3 separate regions of the Danio rerio genome follow, and regions 1 and 2 are each linked to region 3. A link is a contact called in public HiChIP or PLAC-seq data. All regions are on one chromosome and are shown on one strand. Each heading gives the region's core, a stretch centred on a gene start, on an enhancer-like site or on the middle of the called end of the contact. The rest is flanking DNA. Distances are from core to core; before and after follow the strand shown.

Region 1 (4,017 bases), core at 414-2,913, 440 kb after region 3:
TACACTTATACAGTATATTATCAGTCATATTTGTCACTAACCCTAATTTTATTTCTGAATAATTTACACAGATTATGAGCAAACCATGGCACATATGCAAACAGATTTCTACATACAGTTTTGTGATATTTTCATTATGGATTATGAATGTTTAATTTAAGATTACTAGATTGATCAACTATACTGAAATGTCTCTTTCCATTAAATTTGTGAAAGTATGTGTGTGTATGCGCTTTTGACTCACAGTGCAAGTTACAGATTTTGCTGTGCCAGACTGCGGGAACCTGAGCCTAAATCCATGATCGCCGGGATAGTCGCTTGTCTCCGGAACAGTGGATGTTGGTGGGAGAGTGGATGGCTGAGGCTGTTCTTCAAGCACATTTTCAAAAAAATTGGGGTCAAACGATCCCGGCAAGTACTCCTGGCAAACACAGAACAAACAAAAGTTCAACACTGAAAACCAAAAGAGGAAAATAGAGATTTCTGGGTGTTTGAGATTATTTTTTTAAATACCTCATCATTAATGATGTCCCAGCAAGAGCCACCACCTGGGGGCTGAATACTTCTGAGACAATTGAAAAGGAAGAGAGAGAAATTAGTATTAATCTGTTGAAGCTCATACAAAGAACTCCAGATAAACAATACGTTCGACAGATGCATCTTAAACAAGCAAACACCAAAAATATTAAGACAGGTACATTATAGCAACCTGACATGGCTGCTAACAAAAATACGGGGAAATTTAGAGAGGCAGGAAAAAGAGGAGCGTTGTGTATCAGGAGTGCGACCCTTGCGAACTTACATCAAATTCTTCTCCCAGAGCTCCGCGAACTCTTGGCTGTCGTTTTGCGCCATTGCTGTGAAATTATAAACACGAAAGTCATAAAAACCTGGGGGGAAATAATATATCACGACAACTAAAATTACTATAACGTTAAAATAAAAGTCGGGATGTTGTTTCTTATGCAAAGTGTGATATTTATATAACATGTACATTCACTTTAAATTTAAAAAACAGGCGATCGCTCAGAGTCGCAAAGATGCCGCTTAACGTTAGCTTATTAGCTTCACAGTTCTGTCGCGCAAGTAGATATAGCTAAAAATGAATAAAAATGCGCATACCTGTACATAAGATTTCTAAAAGTCACCTAAAGCTATTATACTGAAACTCTAAGTTTGCATTTTCGACAGCTAATGTTAGCTAGCTAACAGGCTTAGCGGCTAACGTTAACATCAACGTTTTAGTAACGTTTAAAGCGATGTCGGGCCTAAAGTTCGAAATACGAGTTTCACTCTTAATTCATTACCAGTTTTTATCGAATCGACGTCAGTTTGTTACAATAATACAACACACAAGCGGTCCAATGATGTTGCACACCAAATCCCGACTTTTACTTAATATACAAACAGCTGAATCTACAAACACTAGTTAACGTTAATAAATATGATCGATCAAACCACTAACGCTAGTCAATAAAAGTTTCGCTTTGTTACCTTTGCAAGAATTGATTTTGCCGACCTCCTCTCCACTAAACTACGATTATCGACTTTCGGATTGCCCGGATATGTAGTCGATCGACTTAAAGAATGACCAAAACAAGGAGGTTATTGGACATCCACAAAGCAAATCCGCGTGGAGTTTTGGGGATTCCCCTAGTTACAGGAGGAGCATGTGACGTCAGCGTCACCTGACGGACAGAGAATGAATTAATTGAAAGAAAAAAGAAAACGCTGCAGAAAAATATCGATTTTAATGCACGAATCGATGCTTCATTCCACTTTATATTTATAACTAACGTTGTCTGTTTTATGCCAATTAATTCGAGTGTTGCAAAAGGGCGGGATCTATTAAACGAGGAAGTTGTTTGTCCAGTGAACTTTCTGCATCCAGGTCGCGTAGACGATTTAAATCTGCAGCGTTTTTATATATTATATTGAACAATAGCACTTGTTGACCTTGCGTTTCGCAGAAATAGTAATATTGAAACAAAGAAAGGATCTGTAATGGTAGATAAACAGAGGGATGCGAGGCAGATGTGTCCTTGCTGTGATTTAAGAAATCACATGGAAGGCGTCAAATTGCAATCTACAGAACAAACTGAAAGTCGGTTATTAGTGGTTTACTGGATATTATAAAATAATGAGCTCCAAAGGCTTATTAAAATTACTGTGCTTTACATAGATTACAGCCACACAATGTCTGTGATTGGTCCGTCCGTAAAATCATTAGTGAAACCACTGACTGACTAGTTGTGTCCCCACATCATGGGAGAGGAAGACTGTCATGAGCACTTCATCACTCAGACTGAAAGTTTATGAAGTAAGTATCGCATTTCAGAAATTTCATTTCATTTTCTTGTCGGCTTAGTCCCTTTATTAATCCGGGGTCGCCACAGCGGAATAAACGCCAACTTATCCAGCAAGTTTTTACGCAGCGGATGCCCTTCCAGCCACAACCCATCTCTGGGAAACACCCACACACACATTCACACACACTAGGGACAATTTTAGCTTACCCAAGTCACCTGTACTGCATGTCTTTGGACTGTGGGGGAAACCGGAGCACCCGGAGGAAACCCACGGTCCCACGCGAAGGCAGGAAGAACATGCAAACTCCACACAGAAACGCCAACTGAGGCCGAGGTTCGAACCAGCGACCCAGCAACCTTCTTGCTGTGAGGCGACAGCACTAGCTTCTGCGCCACTGCCTCACCCCATTTCAGAAATGTAACTGTTATTGTCACCCACGTTTAGGATAATAAGCAGTTTATCTTACATACAATAGGCCTAAGGAAACTGCTTATAATATGAAACAGGTAGGCTTTGGTTTGATTTCAGTCAAGTATGTATAAAGAATAGGTGTCAGCAGTCATTTATGTTGTATAACATACACAAGAAATACAGCCTTCTGAAAAAACATTTCCTGGCATAAAAAGGATAAATCAGACATGAAACAATTACTTTAAGTAAGACTGTATGATCTTGAAAAAGCACCTTTTTAGGACAGAAGCAATTAATTTAATCTGATAAGTCACCCAGTTTGCGTTATTTTGAAATATTTGTGTGATTGACAACAATATGAGAAGAGAGTAAAAAGAGAGCGAATCAGAAGCAAAACCCCAAACATATATTTTATATTGTATTGTAAACATTCGCATGCATGGTGGAATAAGTCATATTTTTCGAGGGCATTATTAATTGACTGAGAAATATGCCTAGACCTATTATGTTTTGAAGACATGAAATATAATATTTTTTTACCTTCAAAGAATTATTGTGATGCCAAAGCCACTTTGTTTTAATACCTCTCAAATTTTTGTGTATTTAAAAAAAAAAAAAGATTCTCTAAAGACAATAGATGATCAGTGTTACATTTATATGATGACAATTCATAAACCAAAACTTTATTGCAATTTAAAAAACATTTCCTAGATGTAATCCTAGTGGCTATTAATCTTAAATAAAACTTATAATCAATTAATTATGATGTAAAAAAGCTTTAATCAACTTGAGTCTATCTGAACATCATCGTGCATGCGTGAGTTTGACTGAACATTCTGGAAAAGTTCTACAAGCTACAGCTAGAAATGGGCAGATTTAGATCTCTCCAAATCGTTGTTAAAAGAACAAATATACAAATTTCACAAAACACGTCTTGTTATGCTAGCTCTATTTTGACTTTTATTCAAGCAAACGTAAAACCACAAAGGTTTTGATGTCACAACAGACCTTTTCATCCCATTTTAAATCTGTTTTACAGATAAAATGCAACCAGAAACATACATTTACAGGAAACTTTTGTGTGAATTTGTGGTGATGTTATCATGTTTTCATAACAGCATTGACTATATGTTTTTTTACAGTTTATTTAGAATATCAAAAATTTATTATAGCCTCTATTATTTTTACAGTGATGCATTCAATTCATCCTAACATCAGTATTAGACATATAAATGCAAATTGTATTTCAAGTATGGTTACAACAAATTATAAACATTTACACCACATTAACATGAA
Region 2 (3,941 bases), core at 415-2,914, 300 kb after region 3:
TGCAAACGTTTTTATCCCTCTTTTCTTTCAATGACTTTGTATTTTGACTTGGTGAATGCCATCCTCTGTTCAGCCCAGTTGTTTGTTTGCTCAGATTTAAAAAAAAAGAAAAGAAAGTAAGCTGGTTTCTAGAAATGAGAGGGAGATCAACCTCAGTGAACTGTTCATTAGGTGCCGCCATTTTGTTGGCAATTACTTTTTTCATGTTCTTGATGTCAGTAACTTGTATGCTAAAACAGTAATTCCATTGAGTGGTGAAAGGAGACTTGCAGACATTTTAAAAATGTATTGCGCTATACACATACTGAGTCAATATGGACCACGACACTATATTATTTTTGTTTGTTCAATATTGTTTGTCTGTCGTTATGTACCTGTGCGATTTAAGATGCAAAAGTATGGAGAAAAAAAAAGTGCAGCTGTAAATTAAACCGTTTTATATCTTTTGAGATGCATACGTTGTTGTAAGCTGTACTAATAAAAAACATGAAGACAATAAGTGTCATCCATGTGTACAATTTTTGTGTTTTAGGAATTGCTTGGTTTAATTAGGATATTTAAGGCTGTTTAGAGCAGTTGTTGACATCAAAATTTATTTCATGTCATTTATAATTTGCTCGTCCTGTGGCTTTTTTGTGTATTTTATCCACGACAGTTTTTTAAATATGTATGAATTAGTCTAACTGCACTTGTTTGTATATTTTTGGTAAAATTGTCAAATAAAATCAATCAATCAAAATGAATACAGCAGCTAAGTACAAGCTCACCTACGGTTGTTTGGAAAGGTAACTAAATGTATGCTAATTATCTAGACGTTTTTACTACAAAATACTAAGGTAACCCTGCTGAAAAATCCAGCTTAAACCAGCCTAAGCTGGTTGGCTGGTTTTAGCTGGTCGACCAGGCTGGTTTTAGAGGGGTTTTGGCCACTTCCAGGCTGGTTTCCAGCCATTTCCAGCCTGGTCTTAGCTGGTCAGGCTGGAAAATGACCAGCCAAATCCAGCTAAAACCAGCTTGACCAGCCTGGTTTAAGCTGGATATAGCTGGTTTTGGCTGGACTCCCAGCTTGGCCAGGCTGGTCAAGCTGGTTTTAGCTGGTCATCTCCCAGCCTGACCAGCTAAGACCAGGCTGGAAATGGCTGGAAACCAGCCTGGAAGTGGCCAAAACCCCTCTAAAACCAGCCTGGTCGACCAGCTAAAACCAGCCAACCAGCTTAGGCTGGTTTAAGCTGGATTTTTCAGCAGGGAAATGGGTTAAGTTCTCTTACAATTAAAAATAATCATATATAGTTTAAAATATAATGGTAGTTTGTAATATAATAACACTTCCCCATCAAGAGACTATTATTTAAAGTGTTTCTGGGTAAGATTACACTGCATTGCCATACCTGGATATAATGGACGCTTTCTACGTGACCGTAGGCCAAGCAAATGATATTTTGAGGTTAGCTTTAGTCCAATTACATTTCAGCAAGGGCAGGAATAACACGTCAAGTTCCGCCCCATTTAACGTTATCCAACACCTAAAGGCGGTTACTACTACTGACTGACGTCTGCACTGTCCAATCAGAATACGCGGAGGGCGGGACATATTCTGACTGATGGCCGAATGCAGCAATCACAATTTGACCAAGAAGCCCGTGTTAAACTATATAAAACATTTTCGCGGTGTGCTCGCCCTTTGTGATAATGTCGGCAGATTATGAAGGGAGGTAGGGCCGCGGAAACTCATCGATCTTTATGTATTTATTTAAACACCACAGGTCGCATGCGTACATGTTGTCAGTCGCTACAGACGTTCCGCTTCTAGATTTTGTTGGCCGTGGCTCGTGCTTCGTGGTCTTGAATGTCGTAAACGAGTAGTAAAATGCCCACCGTTTTTAGCATATGAGCTCTTAGCAACCCTGGCCTGCTTGAGGACGTTGACGTTGGACGATATATACTTTTCAACGGCTCAAAACTACGATTTAGACCGCCAACGATGGGTGTTACGTCAATCTGATGAATTTAATAATTATATCGCAACCTAAATTAGTGTTCATAGATGACAGGCTGCTCGACACATTACCCTCTACATATGGCCCCTAGCAAAGCCTGATTTCCCTAAACACGCATTCTCACACATTCAATCTAAATACATTTTCATTAAGACTACGTGGAAGGTTATCTGCATTGACAAGTGTAATTAATGATAGATGAATACCAGAATACGGCTGTGTTTGTAAAATGCGACTTGTTTATATATAAAACAGTAAACATTATTGCCCAAGTATAGTATACGTTATTATGAGGTGTTGATGTGTGACATTTCTTTCCAGACCCAGAGACAATGGCCCCGAGGGCATGGAGCCAGATGGAGTCATTGAGGTTAGTGGAAAAAAAAGAAATGTATATTATATAATGTATGTCACTCTTGGTGCAGCTGTAATAAACAGGTTGGCACTGAACTGAAAGTGCTGTCAGTTGTTTTGACAGTCTTGTCCTCACTGTGGGGGTCAGCAATTCCTTTTCTGCACAACTGCCAACCTGTTTTCTTTTATGCGCTATGCAGAGTGACAAATAGCTAATCATTTTTTTTTTCTCAGAGTGAGACTGCATGAAGATGAACTTGGTCTTTTCTTAATTAACATGTAATTATTTTCTTCCCTGTGACTGCAGAGTAACTGGGATGAGATCGTGGACAGCTTTGATGACATGAACCTGCGTGAGACTCTGCTCAGGGGAATCTATGCTTATGGTTTTGAGAAGCCCTCTGCCATCCAGCAAAGGGCTATCCTCCCTTGCATCAAGGGTAAGACACTTTTAATGTTTGTCCTAAAAAAAAAAGGGGGGGACGTTTCCATGTGAGTTGTAGCTGCCATGGCTGATCTTTTGAAGCTTGAAAACCATTCATTCTGTTTCATCAATAATGCATGTACATCTCTTTCCCTGTTGTAGGATATGATGTCATTGCTCAGGCCCAGTCGGGCACAGGCAAGACTGCCACTTTTGCCATCTCCATCCTGCAGCAGATTGACATAGAGCTGAAGGGCACTCAAGCTTTGGTCCTGGCGCCCACCCGTGAACTGGCTCAGCAGGTCAGTGCCTTTTTATTACAAGTACTATTTTTATTTGTCAGTGTGATCATTTGCTGTTAATGAATGTCCATTTTATAAAGCAATTTCACATATTGTCATGTTTTTCTAAGCATGTATCTAACTAAAGTTGGTAATTAGACATTTATTTTCTGTTTTCAGTTGCAAAAGAGTATAGGTAGATCAGTGTTTCTTCATTTTTAGCCATTCCCCACTTTAGAGGTAGGGAAGAGTTCCGATCCTGACCTGTCCCTAAGTTACCCAAGCAAAATGCTAATACACTAAGATTTCAAGAATAACTTTTCAAATGTATTGAAAAATAATATAAATAATAATGCAGTAGATTAGGGCTGCATGATATTGGAAAAACTGACATTGCAATATTTAGTTTTTCTGTGATATGAATATAATATCACAAGATAATCACTTTGAAAAAACTACAAATGATTTTGTAGTGAAGTCCATCTGCACAAAATCCAAAAAATTATACAAAACACAGAATAATATTTTAAAGACAATAGAACAAAGATAAAAATGAAATAAACAACGCTTTATGGTAAGGGTGTCCAAACTCCGTCCTGGAGGGGCGGTTCCCTGCAGGTTTAAGTTCCAACTTGCCTCAACACACCTCCAAGGATATTTCTAGAAAGCCTAGTAAGAGCTTGATTAGGTAGCCCAGGTGTGTCTGATTGGGTTTGGAAGTAAACTTTGCAGGACACCGGCCCTCCATGACCAAGCTTAGATACCCCTGCTTTATGGTCATCAGTGGAGTCTAACAGTATTGAGATATAGAAATTCATTAATCAAATGTAAAATAACAGTGTCTTCACTGTATAAATATATAAACCCAAGTAATTAAATCTCAAT
Region 3 (4,074 bases), core at 1,432-3,931:
CGTCAAGGGACAATAAAGCAAACTTGCTAAAAATTTTAACAGTGTAGCTAGAAAGAATGCTTGATGACTTCTGAATCAAGTTAACAAAGGGTTTCTGAGGCTCACTCTTAAGAATGGTCTTAATTTTGGTCATCATAGGCTGAACTCCGGCCTCCCCGTCTGAATGGTGATCACTGTCTCCAGCATATTTGTCTTCAGCCACACGCCTCTTCTTGGGCATGGGCATGCCTTCCTCCAACAGGGCATCTACATCATTGTCAAAGTCCTCCTGGAAGAGCAAATTGGTTAGTAACCAGCACCCACTAAAACATCAACTAGATATACACCAAGAAGCAGATTTGAATCAAGCCCACTTTATGAGCTGTGATTCAAATGTTCTTCAATGAGCCACCTTGTTACACTCCAGGATCCTTGTTGAAGAATGAAAAACACATATCTGCATATGACGCACAATTCAGTACATGTTTTATATGATGAACATCTTTAATTAGTCTGCATTATTTCAATTTAAAGGCATAGTTCATCCCGAAGACAAATCTGTGATCATTTACGTTTATTTCAAACCTTTGAGTTTCTTCTGGTAAACAAAACAAGATATTTTAAAGAAAGCTGGAAACCTGTAACCACAGACTTCCAACGTAGTTGTTTATCCTATTAAGGAATCAAAGGCTACAGGTTTTCAGTACTCAAAATACCACCTTTACTGTTCAACAGTATTAAGAAACTTAAAGGTTTGGATAAAACTCAAGGCAGAGTAAATTCTAATTGCTGGATGAACCATCCCTTTAACAAAGAGGAAATTATAATCGTAACAAACCATGCATTTTACCTCATAGGAGTAACTCAGGTCCTCCTCGTGCACTTGCTCCTGCTGAACTATCATCTGAGACCTGAAAGCACTTGGCTCTCCATCTTCCAGAAAGTTCTCGCTGAAATCTTCCAGGTCATCCAGCACAGCGAACTCAACCTTGTTCTCCTGCTCTGCCTCCAGCTCTTCTCTAGTTCTAGCTAAACCCATGAAGCCAGTGCTCATAGCTGAACTGCCAGGCACGCTTCTCATCATTACAGAATCATGCAATTCTCCGTTTATGCTCTCTAGGCTCTGATCTTCATCGCTAACCTGCCCAAAACCAGTGTACAACACCTTCCTGTCTTTGCTCTTACTGCTGTCCGAAAAGCTGACACTGATCTTTACGTCTCTGAGGAGTTTGAGATCAGGTAAAAACTTGGTAACAGGGGGAGCATGGCGAGCGGTTCTAGGGCAAGTAGTCATGGGGTCAGTACTATCTGATGGGCGGCTACTAACAGACAATGTGCGTTTGTTGAGGAGAAGCTGTTCGTCCCTGTCCACTGCTGGGGTGTGTTGGTGTCCATCACCACCAGAGCTAACGTCCATTTCCTCTGCGTCACTGGACGTTTGCAGGGGAGGTGGTGGAGGTGCTTTACTGTAATCATTCCCCGCCAATACTGCGTCAGGTGGCTCCAATGGGAGGGGAGGTAAAATCTCATTTACATCCATATTTAATTTCTTAAAAATAGCTATGCTAAAACTGATACAAGAACACAATTGGGGAGAGATGTGCCCGATTTAACTAAAACAATTGCAGCCCTAACACATGCATGTATACATTATAAAGCTTGAAACTCCTATTTAGTAATAGTCATGTACATGGTTGAATATGCTAAGCTGACTACATTGTTCTTTTCATTAATGTAGACAGCTTTTTAGAAATTACTGTCTCAATTATTGGAAATCACAATGCATTCAGCTTAAATGGTTCCCATATCTAAGCACTGTCCATCCCAGGAGGCCAGATCTTCTGTCAGTACTGAAAAAGAGAAAGGAAAAAGAAAAATCAAGAGACATTGGGAAAAAGTTTTATGGCACATTAAAACTGACTTGTAATGAATAGTTTCTTTAGGTTTTGAAATTAAGTAAATGCAAACGATAATTTAAAGAACACAGAAACACTGAGGAAGATGCATTTAGTTTAAAAATAAAATCAAGCCATGCATTTATGGTGCATTTTAGCTCTAATTACAAACAAAATAAAACATTTCCAGGTCTTAAATGCTAATTTTATATTGGAAGAGCAAATTAAGAGTGCAAAACTCTGCATTTTCAACGTTTAACTCATCACAACGCATAACGAAGTGGCATTACCTCATATTAACTGTGTATTTATTTGCTATACTGTAGTGTGATGTAGCTACATGACAGCCTAAAAAATAAACACTGTATTTAAAACGCATCATAACAAGCTGAAGCCCCAAAGGCCCTTGCTAAATTGTCGGCTAAGCGAAGCTAAACAAAATGGCTGCAATTCCTCACGACATTAAAAACTACAATTTAACGTCACATTGCTCGGCTATTAAACCAGGTTTGTTCAAGCTTTTTATTTTGTTCGGCAGAAACCAGTCGAAGACTCGATTAGTGAGTCCTTATACGGTATAAGAATGAATCGTACACGCCAACCGAACCTTTTCGACCAAAGCATGCGCGATAAAGATTAACGTCGGCAGGAGAAAATATCACTGATGTTTGAGCAAACGATTTTCTTTTACTTACCCAATTAGACAACGCGTCTACTGAAGCCAGCATGCAATCATAGGCATTTTCTGCTGATTGGCTTCAGATGGCCGTGTCTTCTCTCCGCCATCTTCACTGCAGAGCTGAGCAGCATCAGATCTTTCTGAACACGCCTCTCAACCGGCGCCCACGCACATGTGATTGGCCCAATCGGCTTGATTCATATTTACTGAAGAAACTTGCTTCCGATGTCGCTGAATTGCAATTTAGGAAGTCTTGATACTATTTGTGTGATTATTGGGGAAATGAAATAAATACTACACCCGTGCATTACCCAACACTCACAAAATTGCATTTATCAAGTGTGTAAGAATGAATTTTGTGAATGTGAGAGCACACTCGAGTGTAATTTTATGTCATTATGTAGTTGTTAAAACATGAATACACGTGTAACAAGTTTTTCAAACATGCCAAACTTTGTTGACGAGTCGTTGAGTCGAATCTTTCCAATGAATCTGTTGATTTACTAATGTCCTATTCAAATCTAATATGCAAATTATGTAGCCTATGTGATACACTGTATAAAAGATATACAATTTCGTGTTTGGATTTCAAATATAAAATATATGTCGTATACAGTGTGTAAAGTAACAGATTACAAATACTCAAATTACTCTGAGTAGTTTTTTTTCTCAGGATTAGTAATTTACTACATAGTTTTAACAATGTGTACCTTCCCTTGAGTACATTAGTGCTGTGTGTGTTTTACTCCACTACTTCCTTCAACCTGCAGTCACTACTCTATTTTTTCCTATCTATGGGAATTAGAAAATTCCGTCCAATCAAACCGTAGCCTACATAGAAAGTAAATCCCATCATACTGAACTACCTTAAGACACACAGCAAACAGTTTGGAAGCATTAAAAGTGTCCAATAAGGTACTTTACACCAGGGCTGCCCAAATTAAGTTCTGGAGGGCCAAAGTCCTGTAGAATTTAGCTTCAACTTGCTCTTGCCAGAAGCTTTTTAGAATACCTGGTAAAAGCTTGATTAGTTGGTTCCGGTGTGTCTAATTGTGGATGAAGCTAAAATCTGCAAGACACCGGCCCTTCAGGATTGAGTTTGGGCATCGCTGCCCAAAACTGATCGTATATGTAAAATGTCATACAATAATTTTGTCTACCAAAAGTTACAAATATGCAGGGGTGTATTAGTCACCAATAGTATCTGAATGCAGATTATACAAGGCAAGCTGATTTGTATGTGTGTGTGAATTATTGTAATATTTAACACTTGCAATTACAACGCCCCAACATCTACTTGTATGAATGGTACTTAAAAAATAAATAAATCAAGCACATCTGCACTTGTATATATTCTTGAAAGTATTGTGCTATGAACATACACAAGGGTTAATCAGACGAGGCAGCAAACGGGTAATCAAATTCTGTCACCCTCCTCTGTTTCTCAAAAAGTTCACGTTTGCCTTTCATTTGTGTCTTGTTTATACTGCAGAAAGCATATGGGCACATGTGGAGATACTG

The links. HiChIP or PLAC-seq counts read pairs in DNA pulled down with a chosen protein or histone mark.
Region 1: a contact with region 3 is called in an H3K4me3 HiChIP or PLAC-seq map of gastrula embryo, with 5 times the contacts expected there. The contact joins the promoter of tp53 here to the promoter of dgcr8 in region 3. A contact is called at or near these places in 2 of 4 datasets of contacts at active chromatin or transcription factors (embryo and gastrula embryo).
Region 2: an H3K4me3 HiChIP or PLAC-seq map of gastrula embryo shows a contact between it and region 3, with 5 times the contacts expected there. The contact joins the promoter of eif4a1b here to the promoter of dgcr8 in region 3. A contact is called at or near these places in 2 of 4 datasets of contacts at active chromatin or transcription factors (embryo and gastrula embryo).

What each region holds. Positions count from the first base shown.
Region 1 is chr5:24,740,393-24,744,409 of GRCz12tu, reverse strand. It overlaps tp53 (tumor protein p53), which reads right to left and starts at 1,663. Exons shown (of 11, transcript NM_131327.2): 1 at 1,495-1,663; 2 at 803-857; 3 at 514-562; 4 at 245-421. The coding sequence starts at 855.
Region 2 is chr5:24,874,134-24,878,074 of GRCz12tu, reverse strand. It overlaps eif4a1b (eukaryotic translation initiation factor 4A1B), which reads left to right and starts at 1,664. Exons shown (of 11, transcript NM_201510.2): 1 at 1,664-1,712; 2 at 2,319-2,367; 3 at 2,659-2,791; 4 at 2,938-3,077. The coding sequence starts at 1,690. senp3a (SUMO specific peptidase 3a) reads left to right here. Exons shown (of 11, transcript NM_001105114.1): 11 at 1-499. The region is part of intron 2 of LOC141385809 (a long non-coding RNA gene); the gene reads right to left.
Region 3 is chr5:25,176,613-25,180,686 of GRCz12tu, reverse strand. dgcr8 (DGCR8 microprocessor complex subunit) reads right to left here and starts at 2,681. Exons shown (of 14, transcript NM_001122749.1): 1 at 2,570-2,681; 2 at 830-1,829; 3 at 106-268. The coding sequence starts at 1,519. mir1306 (microRNA mir-1306) reads right to left here and starts at 1,436; the gene lies at 1,368-1,436.